Regions from separate parts of the Cricetulus griseus genome. Here region 2 is linked to region 1. A link is a contact called in public Micro-C data. All regions are on one chromosome and are shown on one strand. The core of a region is the stretch at or near the end of the contact, and the rest is flanking DNA. Distances in the headings are between cores, read along the strand shown. Region 1 holds the start of Lamb1 (laminin subunit beta-1). Region 2 overlaps Lamb1 (laminin subunit beta-1).

Region 1 (5,673 bases), core at 896-3,395:
GAGGGAGACTGGGCCAGTTGGTGGGGAACCTGGATATGAATGAACGTGTGTGGGGGGAATAAATGATGAAGATACAACCTTTAGGAACACTGGTATTTAAGGGATCAGAGATGGTCAAGAGAAATGGAAAGTATCAAATCCAGTAAGAAACATTCAGAATCATGTCCTAGAAGCCGGGACTAAAGGAGACTTCAAGAGGAAGGGTGTGGCCCTGAAGTATATGCCCCTAAGAGATCAAAGAGGACCCCAGGGTCTGTGGATATGTGTAGTATGGTGGAGATGAAAGCGAGCAGGACAGTAGTGGGGCAAAGGAGGAACCGTGAGGAAACAGAGAACCCAAGGACAAGAGCCTGGGCTGCAGAGAGGAAGGTATGGAGGACAGGGGAGTGTAAGGTAAACTCAGGGCTCCTTTCACTTCTAATGAAGGCAAAGGAATCCAGCAAGTTTTTATGTGAGCACATCTCTCTTAGGAGATAAGAGGAGGGATTAGGGAGCGCCAGACTCAATGAGACACTGTCTCAGTAAATAAGAACAACTGAGAAAGACACCAGACCTCAACTGCTGTCCTCCATGTATACATGCACCACACACAAACACAAATAACTCCTTTTTTGTTTTTGCTGTTGTTGTTTGGTTGGTTGATTTTTAGTAGTGTTAAATTGACTTGGGGGAGTGAGGTGGTCAGGAGAGCAGCCATCTCTTGAAGAGTGCTGAAGGTAACTGACTTGCCGCTGGCACAGTCCTGAGGCCAGTCTCAGAACTGAATGGCACAGCACTTGCAACTGGGGTGGATGAAAAGCTAATATAAAACTGATCCAGGGCCCTGAAAGCTGATCAAGGAGAAAAAAAGTCTGCATCTGACTACTTTTCTGTTGATCTATATAGAGCGCAGTCCTACAGTAGACCCTTTCAATAGTAGGGTACTCTCTCAGTGCAGCCCTAAAGGATCCCAAACATCCAAGAGGTTGGAGAAAATGCAGCAGAGTAAGTGCTAACTTGGTGAATAATTAATGCACATTTCTAAACTTGAAAAACAGCTTATTCTATGGTCCAATGGTTAGAAACTTCCCTAGTCCCAATCTAATTGCAGCTAAATTAAAAACTGACCAATCAGCCACTTAATCCAGTCTTGAGACGGCTGAAAACTAATCAGTTCTGACTGGTCTAACAGCTGACTGATGCTCCCCTCATTCAGGGCAGGACTAAAGAAAGCTTTAAGGCTTTAAGTTGGGATTTTAGGAAGGTTTGGGGTCTGTTCCCCAATCTCTTTTTCCTTTCTAACCCTTAGTAATGGGGACCTTCTGCTTACCTCCACTTAACCTTATTCAGTGCTTCGAGAGGCATTCTTAGAGCCCTCCCTCTCCACTTGGGCACAACATGGAGTTCCTAGCAGGACTCTGTTTTGCAGTATGGAGAAGGGCGTCTCATCAAAACCCCCCAGTTTCTGGCCGTGCCAACCTTTCTACCCTGGGGTGGGAAAAGAAAATCGATAATTTACCTGAGTTCAGGTAAGACGTGGGCTATTAACTTGGTGTGTGTTTGAACAAATAATTCAGAGCCATGACTCCCTGGGTAGCAGGGTCTGTAGGTATGTCCTGAATAAATTCGTGCGCTAAGAATGTGCAGCTAATGATGTCCTCTCTGTGAAACAGGTTTCACACCTATGCTACACCACACATATAGCATACACGCAAAGCTCTAGCTCTTTCATTCTGAGATGTCGGTTAACGACAGCTCAAGTTCCTAAGAGGCAAGCAGTTTGACCCTTTCTCTAAAGGCTTAACCCAACCCACCTTCCCCCAGCGCTAGGTGCCTCGGGCTCACTTGGTGGCTTACTTCTGACAAAAGTAAATGCACGAGTCCGCGGGAGGTCCTGGGGGGAGGGGGCTTTGCTGGCTGACCTGTACACCCACCTCTAGGACCAGCCCCAACGCATCCCTCGGGAACCCGCTCCGAGCGCTCGCTTGGGAAGCGCGCCCAGGAGTGAACCCACCAGCCCACGCTTTGCACCAAAGCCCTACTGCGCCCGCAGATGCTGCCTTAAAACAAAAGAGGCGCCTAGGGAGGTGGGACCCGGACCTCAGCCCCCACCCCTTGCTGCCTCCCGCCCCTTCGCCCCCCCACCCCCACCCCGCTCTCCGTGTGCGCATGAGCAGAGGCGCCTCCCTCGGTTCCTCCCAAGGCGAAACTTTGTAATTCCCTTCTTTGGGCCGGTGGGCTGCCAGGAACCCAAAGAGCGCTCCTCCGGCCGGCAGAGGAGAACAAAGTATCTAAGAGACTTGACCCCTTCCTGGCTCCAGCACTCCACGCCGGTGGGAGCTGCGGGAAATGGAAGAGCCCTTCTCCTCTCTCTCAACATCTGCCTTTCCCCCCCTCTACCTCTCCAGAAAGGAAGACAAGAAGAAAAGGCAGGCAGCTTGCCTGCGGCGACCTCCTTCCCCTGCCGCGTCCCCTCGGCTACAAGGACTGGACATGGGGCTGCTCCAGGTGTTCGCCTTCGGTGTCCTAGGTAACTCAGGCGAAGGGCTTGGGGGGAGGGGTGTGCTCCGGCATTAGGGAAGAAAATCCCCAAACCGGTTTTCTCCTGCTTTGAAGGGAACCTTGGTGGATCGGGAGAGAGGGAATGGTTGGAAATGACCCCCCTGGGATCGGTCGCCACAGCTCTCGGCTCGGTGGTGGTCGAGGACGCACACACCGAGGTCCGCCGACCCGTATCCCCGGGTTCTGCGTACAGAGCTCGCAGTCCTTCGGACCCCCGAGGCGATCGCTCCGGGGCTTTGCACCCTCTACCAGTTCGCGCTGTTTCCCCACCACCGAAGTCAGGCCCCCTGGCATGGCTGGGCAGGCTGCCGAGGATCCTCGAAAAACCCATTACGCACAAAAGTGTCAGAGCCCAGAACAGGCTTCGTCTTGGGAACAGTTTGGGGCCATGTGGCTTTAATTAACTATCGCTGTTTGTCTTGGGGTGGCACCATTAAGAGCTGAGCCGGGTGCTTTGCTGGAATGGCGAAGCGTTGAAGCCACTACCGAACTGCAGAGACACACCAGCTCAGGGAATTGGCTTCTACCACAAACGCAGTGCCTCACCCGGCGTGATCGCCGGTGACCCTGGCGCGTGCACGAGTATATAGTCTTGTGTCCCCACGCCCACAGATTTACCCCACTCGCACCGAGGATGTGCGCACTGCCATGTGCTCTCGGGATCTCTCGAGCGGGTGTGCAGCGCGTGGCGGAGCCCACCTCACTGCGCCCTGGCCCAGGCACTTCTAAGTGGCCGGGTCACAACGTCCACCTTTCGCGGACGGGCTGATTGGCTGGGGCAGATCATAGTAGACAAAAGAGTCTGGTGGATTTCCTTGGTGATGCGCTCAGCTGACTGCTGGTCAAACCTAACGACATGTCTGTTTTTCTTTCCTCTCCCTTCTCTCCTTGCCCTGCCTTCTCTGGCGCTCATTTCTCTTCTGTGTTTTTCGATATATTCTTTCTTCTGAATCCTTTCTGTCTGCCCCCCTGCTCTGTGTGTGTGTGTGTGTGTGTGTGTGTGTGTGTGTGTGTGTGTGTGTGTGTGTGTGTGTGTGTGTGTGTGTGTGTGTGCGCGTGCGCGTGCGTGTGTTTTCCGCTCTGACTTGTGTCTTGCTTTCTTCTTCCTTCCCCTAACGTTGTGGTAGCCCTGTGTGGTACCCGAGTGCATGCTCAGGAACCAGAGTTCAGCTATGGCTGCGCAGAAGGCAGCTGCTACCCTGCTACTGGCGACCTTCTTATTGGCCGAGCTCAAAAGCTCTCAGTGACCTCGACATGCGGACTGCACAAACCAGAGCCCTACTGTATTGTCAGCCACCTCCAGGTAAGGCGGGTCTGGCTGGTGAACACACTGTGGGCTGCATCCTCCTCCGCCTCCTGGCTGACCAAAGGGGCATGCCCAGGAGACTTCACATCCTGCTCTCAGTTCAAATAGGAGAACAGCCAGCAAAAGAGCCCGGGGATCAGGCCGGTAGCTCACCCTGTCTTCCCAGGTTCAGTTTGCACAGTCGCATCCGCCAAACATTTCCTGCCACCGCCACCTATCAGTAGGGGAAGCCCGGGCTGCAGAGGAGCTTGGCCTCTGTCCTGTGCCCTTGTAGGGCCCTGCGTGTTTGCTGGTGCTGTTTGTTCAAGCCCTTTTGAAAGTGTGTTGAAGATAGTTCAATCATCGTCTTTGTGTGCTGACCGATGGTGTTGGGTTTTCCATCTTTCATTTGAGTATAAGGATGTCCCAAGCACTGAAGCCTTGTGAGGATCAGACACACTTCCTCATTGAAAAAAATGCCCTGGTTGTCATGGCATTGTGATGGTGGAAGACCAAAATGAAATTTCTGGGCTGTGCCTGCTTCTAAACGTGGACTCAGGTTTTAGATTCCAGAAGCCATACTTATATAAGAGCTAATATGAAAGAAAGAACATCATATAGTATCTTGAAGCAGAATCTGTTTGCTCAGTCTTTTCCCCCAGCTCCCATCCCCTGGGAAAAATAAAAACAGACTGCAAAAGATACAGTAACAGAAGGTGTTATTCTCACATGCAGGGAAACTTGCAAAGTGATTGCATGCAGAACCCTCTCAGTCCACCCAGGCTTGTGAGTAACTGTGCTTCATCAGGACAGTGACCTGGGATTTGTTAGCACATGTAATAAAATGGAGTTCCAATGTGGCAAAGTGGATTCTACTTCATTTGCTTCCAGATTTATAGAGACCTGTCTAGACTGCTTCCTCCTGATTAGAAGAGAGGCTATAATTAAACTTTTTTTTTTTAAGTTCTGGTAATTGTTCTTCAGTACTAGTTTCCTTGACTACAAGTTAACGAAAGCAATTAATGTTACCTTTTCTAATATTAGCATTTCAGTTTCACCTAAACTGTCTTGCTAACATTCACTTCAGAGGTCGGGGGATTTTGTCAGTGAATCACCAGACTCTGAAATCAGCCTTGCCCACAGTGAAAACTGCACTTAAAAGCAAGTAGAGCCAGACTCCCTGGGTTGTATGATTATCTGTGATACTATAGAGTGCCTGTCACAGATCTCAAGGTCTTCTCTTTCTGAAATGAGCGGGTATAAAAGGAAAGCAGGCAACTGTAGTTCCTGATCCCTTTGGTCTTGGCCCTGATTGTTCCATGATTCCTGCCCTCCACCCTCATCTTCAAATCATTTTTGTCAAGAAGCTACATAAATACAATTGTAAAATTACAGTCTGTATTAGCTTTATATCATCACCCTTGACCAAATCCTGTTTATGTGATATTTATTAGTCTGTGGCTATTTCAGGCTTAACATCATTTTTTTAGGTGTAAAATAATCTGTATTCAGAAAATAAAGGCATAGAGCCAAGCTCCATATGGGAAAGGAATCCCTAACTGTTCTGTTTATGGCTCACTATAACATACTGTGAAGAGTAGAGATCTGAGAAATTAATTTGCTTGTATGGAAACTAAAGTCCGTCATCCTAGTTTGTGTCCATTTGGGTCCTCAGAAATGCCCCTGGTTTGTGTTGATCCCAGAATAGGTCTTCCTCCCCTTACTCTAAGCAGTTTTCCTGTTAGCCTGCTTAGCACCCCAACCTTGAACGAAGAATAGGCTCTCTGACTCCCACAGACTCCATACTTTGTCTCATATATGGTCTCTCCTTCATGTATGCCTTACAA
Region 2 (5,566 bases), core at 1,668-4,167, 45 kb after region 1:
AGGTCCTCAAACAGAATCCAGTTTCTAAGCCTGTTCTTATGCCTGGGTCAGGGCTCACTGTCTTTTACAACCACTGCAGGTGCCTGGCCGGTTACTACGGCGATCCCATCATTGGGTCGGGAGATCACTGCCGCCCCTGCCCTTGTCCAGATGGTCCTAACAGTGGACGCCAGTTCGCCAGGAGCTGTTATCAAGACCCCATTACTCTCCAGCTTGCATGTGTTTGTGATCCTGGGTACATTGGTAAGTATGCACACACCGTAAGGAGCAAAGAGGCAGGAGATGTGTCTGAGTTCATTGTTAGTGAGAAAGAGACAGCAAACCAGTTAAGTTCACCTTTACATCCTTCATTAAAACTTAAAGGGTTCAGGAGGCCCCTGCCCTTTACCCATGTAGCATATGGGGCAGAGCCGATCCTTGGGTGTGCAAGATAATGGAGTTACAACAACAGGATCACCAGCATTTGAATGCAGCACAATTTTTAGGGGTAATTTTTCAGTTTTCAAAACAAGGAAGATTAATTTACTTTTTTTTTCCCCCGAGACAGGGTTTCTCTGTGTAGCTTTGGAGCCTATCCTGGCACTCGCTCTGGAGACCAGGCTGGCCTTGAACTCACAGAGATCCGCCTGCCTCTGCCTGCCGAGTGCTGGAATTAAAGGCGTGTGCCACCAACGCCCAGCCTTAATTTACTTTTTAATTTTTTTCTTCCCATAACCTAACCCAAGTGAGTGTTTGGAAAGCATGAGGTGGCCGTAGGGTGGGCTAAAGAAAAGATCATTTGGAGAATCAAGAGCAGGATGGATCGTAGCTGAATATGTTCTTCACTGTTTACACTCTGTTTCCAGCTGAAGTCCAGTGAAGTTAGCTCTGTGTGTGTGTGTGTGTGTATGTGTGTGTGTGTGTGTGTGTGTGTGTGTGTGTGTGTGTGTGTGTGTGTTTTGGGAGTCTTTTATTCCAGCCATAAAACTGCTGATCAGTGGCTAGATAGGCTCATGCACAACCCAGGAATTACTTCATGCATGATTTTAGAGCTTTCAAGAAACAGGGTCACCATGAGGAGCTTGTTTCCCTGGCTGTTCACAGAGGATCACTGATTCTTCCTTTTCTAGCTAATGCTTGGGTTAGAATTTTAACACCCAACTACACTGAAGTGATCTCATCTCTGTTTAGCTCCTCGCCTGCTCCACCCTGGTATGACTAGAAGCTAAGGCTCTCCTGCCCATTGTGCTATGGTCTCTGAGGCTGCTGCAGCAGTTTTGGGGAGCACATTTATACTTTTCCGGCTTCACAGTTAGAAGCCTGTTCCTTCTCTTTGGATCATAGACACTGGGCTTGGTAAATTACATAGTGATACTAACAAGTCATTGCTTGGTGGGTTGCCAGGATGGGGATGGTAATGACTTTGTGAACAGGCTTTCACAAAAGCTAAAATGAACAATGTACTTGGTTTTGTTTTCACATAGGCTCCAGATGTGATGACTGTGCCCCTGGCTTTTTTGGCAATCCCTCAGATTTTGGGGGGTCATGTCAGCCTTGTCAGTGTCACCACAACATTGATACTACTGATCCAGAAGCCTGCGACAAGGAGACAGGAAGGTGCCTCAAGTGCCTGTACCACACAGAAGGGGACCATTGCCAGCTCTGCCAGTATGGATACTATGGTGATGCTCTTCGGCAAGACTGTAGAAGTAAGATGCACATTCATTTAGCATGCCCACTGTGGTGACCACCACCACCACCACCCCTCTTTTAAAATCAGGGTTTGTTACTGGAGTACTTATTTCACAAGGAAAACCCTTGTTCAGTAAGGCAAAATTTCACATTCAGCAAATGAAAGATGAGACTAGATTTTTTTTTTTTTTAAATCTGTATATCTTCATTCTTTGGCAAGACAAGTCTCAAGATGTGGCTGTATGCCAGGGGAAATTGTGGCTGTCATCAAGATAAATGTCATGCAGTAGAGTGCATGGCACTGTGTGCTTTCCATGAATTTGCTGATTGAGCAGGTCTTAGAGACCTGAATTCCCACTGTGGGTGGGCAGCACCTTTCTGATGTCGGTGGTGGAGTAGGCCTCTCCCCTAAGGTAGAGAAAAAAGTAACAGCAATAAAATTGTCCAGACCTTATTTGTCTTATCAGGAGATCAGCCAGGCTGTCTGGCTACAAAGCCCACAGGCATCTGTTTTTGTTTAGAAACATGTGGAATGATGGGGACCGGCAGGACTGGATTCCTTAAAGTCTTTTTAGCTTAACAGGCCTTCTGCCTGCTGCTTCTGACATATGGCTGCTTCCTGCCAGGAGTTTGAAATCACTGAATGTCTCAATTCCTGCTGGTCTGTTTTTATAATTTCCAGTTAAATTTTTAAAGCTTGAAAATTTTCAAACTTTGAATCTTTTGAATCTTTATGTCTCGAAAATACTCCTAGACAAGCAGAAGTCTGCCATTACACTTGTGTGGACATGTCATCTGCCTGGGAAGTGCCAAATGCATAGTCATCATGAGAACTTCAAAGGATGCTAATTTTAGGCGTTTGTTTTAAAACTTGACTTTGGCTTTTTTTTCTTGCGTGTCAGCTTTGAGATTTGGAGAGAGAAAAGCCTAGCTGTTTGCATGTAACTAGCCTCTGCTTGCTGTGTGCCCGTAAATGTGACCAGATGTGCATTTGATCATGCTGTTCTGTTTCAGAGTGTGTCTGCAATTACCTGGGCACTGTGCAAGAGCACTGTAATGGCTCTGACTGCCACTGTGACAAAGCCACTGGTCAGTGCTTGTGTCTTCCCAATGTGATCGGGCAGAACTGTGATCAGTGTGCACCCAATACCTGGCAGCTGGCCAGTGGGACCGGCTGTGAGTCATGCAACTGCAATGCTGCACATTCCTTTGGGCCATCCTGCAATGAGGTGAGGGGTTGTGACTAAGGGTTGAGGCCTCTGAGAGGCTCAGTAACAACTAGTCCATGAGGTGAATTTGCCCCATATGGAGGAAGGCCAACACAGAGCACTCAGCTTGGCCAGCAGAGTATAGATTTGCTGCCAGTCCCTGTTTGCCCTCTTGGCTAAGGACAAGTTACTGTGCATGCTCATTTAGCATCCAGAGCATCCGTGTCAGGATAGTGTCCACCTATGGATGCAGACTCACATGTCATTTCTTTCCCTCGCCGGGCCCCTAATCAAACAGTTTTCAGAGCTGCTCTGATTGAAAGGAATTACATAGCCACTGGCAGCTTTGCAAAGTGCTGTCACTTGTGCTGGCATAGGCTAAAACTGACACTCTCCCGGAGTTGAGATGGCCTAGGATTGGTGTCCATCTATAGAAAAAGTGAGGATGCCAAAATCCTACCGTGCTAGAGACCTTTCCAAACCCCTTACAAGAGAATAGCTAGGAACTGCTGGTGTGACACCCTCTCCCCAGTCTGCACCACAGGTGTCCAGGTTCCACTTCTGTCACTTCACTGGGTTGGGACAAGTTACAAGTGGCTCCTCCTCTGAGAGCCCCTGACAGGTCTGTGTTTGGACTGCAGTTCACCGGGCAGTGTCAGTGCATGCCGGGCTTCGGAGGCCGGACCTGCAGCGAGTGCCAAGAGCTCTTCTGGGGAGACCCCGATGTGGAATGCCGAGGTGAGGCCAGACCCCAAGCTGATGCTTTGGTGGGATGGGCAAGAACAGGAGTTTTACATTTGCAAAGGCCTTCAGTCAAAATAACATAACAAGTTTGTGCTCTTCTTTTTTTTTCTTTTCTTTTAAAGAACTCCTAATCTAGCCTTGTGGATAAACATGACTAGTAAACAAAGGACGTGCTCATTTCTTCAGCCCCACACCGGGGTGGGGGTGGCATCTGTCTTGATACACACACAGGCAAGAATGCGTGAACACTCTACAGTGTATGCAGTCACTTTCTAAAAATGATTTTCAGCAAAGTGAGTCTACATGAGCCACGCATGCCTACAAGCTGACCTGTTTCCTTCTCTGAGCCATCCATGGGCAGGCAGCTTCCTTAATCGTGCGTGCATAGGTACAGTTATTATGATAAGATCTGTCGATTCCGAGACTCAAGCAGGCTCTGCAACAGGCTGTTGCTGCAGCCTCCTACAGTGAGACTAGAAGGGGGATATGGAGTGCAGTGGATTCGGCTGGGGTTCCGAGTCTGTGCAGTGTGATTCAAACCCAGATTCTCCTATAGGCAGAGAGCAATGGGACCTTCTCTTAATAGAAACTTACTGCCTGTAAATGCCACCAACGCTTATGAGTCTGAAGCAGGAAAGCAAAAATTCCAGGTCAATATAGCAAGAACCTATCTCAAGAAGCAAAAACAAAACAAAAAAAGGCCTACTTACTAAAAACCTATCAGTCAGAAGGGTTGATTGATTTTTATACTGTTACCAGTTTTTTTAACCAGGCAAGTTACTTTTCATACCTTAAAAAACATTTATAAAAAGATTTTATAAGCTGTTTAAGCTGGATGGTAGTGGCACATGCCTTTTAGTCCCTGCACTCAGGGAGGTAGAGGCAGGTGGATCTCTGTGAGTGCCAGGACATCCAGAGTAAACAGAGAAATCCTGCCTTTAAAAACCAAAAAAAAAAAAAAAAAAAGTTTAGCCTGCTTCCTATCCGTTTCCTACTTTTTCTTCCCTATGTTTTAAGCATATCTTTGGGTAAATATTTCCTATACTTTCTTACATGCTCCTTGATATATTTTTCTTTTAGGTCCTGTCTAACTCAAAATGTAAGAACGACCTTTTCCTCTTCTAGGTACAATGATAGATCTTTGACTAGTAGCTAACTCACATCTTATACACACATAGTTTTCAATATAATACACATAGAGTTTACTTTTAAAAGTTTAGTCTCAGATCTTTCCACATTGTCACTCTCAGATCCCAACTCTTCATCCCTTTAGCCCATCCACTAACGAGTTGTTTTCAAGCCCTTCAGAAATAACTGTTTCTGGATGTAGATTCAAGGAAAACAATGCCCTAAGAGAAATCGATAGGACCTGGATGGAGAAATTCTGTTTTTCCTTGCTTCCTCCTAAATCGTACCATCATTCCAACCTCCTCTATTTCAGATGGAGCCAGGAAGTTCTGTCTCCTAAAGGGTCAAAGTCCAGGGGAAAAGGTGCTTGACCTAGTTGTTCACATTGGCAATTTGCTTATAAAATGTTTTTGAACATATGGTTGACATTGTCTCTCCCAGTCTCTGAGACTAAACGGGGAAGGAAGGTTTGTAGAAATTTGTAGAAGAGGAGAACTGAGCCTATCACCACGATGGGTTTGTTGTTGCTCTTTGCCATGGGGTCACTCCATTTGCCTGTCTTCCTGCTGCACTTCAGGCAGACCCTTAAACAAGAATCTGTTGGGCCCTCAAATGCCATTGAGACTGAAAAATGCTCCGAATTTACAAAGCTCCCACAGAGACTGGAACTTGTATGGTTGGAGAATGGGGTTCACTGCCAGCCTGGGGCTGTGGGTGGCAACAAAGCTCCATGTTGGCTAAGGGCAGGGACAACAGTGCAGAGTAAGACACAGCTCAAGGCTCTTTGTACTGGGATACATCAACAATGGAAGGAC

Evidence for each region. A called contact is a pair of places that touch in the nucleus more often than the background predicts.
Region 2: a Micro-C map of the CHO-K1 cell line shows a contact between it and region 1, with 2.0 times the contacts expected there. The contact joins the enhancer-like site here to the promoter of Lamb1 in region 1. A contact is called at or near these places in 2 of 8 Hi-C or Micro-C datasets (both in the CHO-K1 cell line).

The regions. Positions count from the first base shown.
Region 1 is chr5:168,759,915-168,765,587 of CriGri-PICRH-1.0, forward strand. It overlaps Lamb1 (laminin subunit beta-1), which reads left to right and starts at 2,146. Exons shown (of 34, transcript XM_027416975.2): 1 at 2,146-2,266; 2 at 2,388-2,509; 3 at 3,669-3,844. The coding sequence starts at 2,473.
Region 2 is chr5:168,804,389-168,809,954 of CriGri-PICRH-1.0, forward strand. It overlaps Lamb1 (laminin subunit beta-1), which reads left to right. Exons shown (of 34, transcript XM_027416975.2): 21 at 80-243; 22 at 1,464-1,688; 23 at 2,686-2,900; 24 at 3,521-3,617. Among named protein-coding and RNA genes, the nearest start is that of Lamb1, 45 kb to the left of the region's middle. Within about 2 kb of position 2,918, at least 2 of the 6 cell types and tissues checked have open chromatin away from gene starts, as enhancers often do. A contact at or near this core is called in the CHO-K1 cell line, where this site is marked.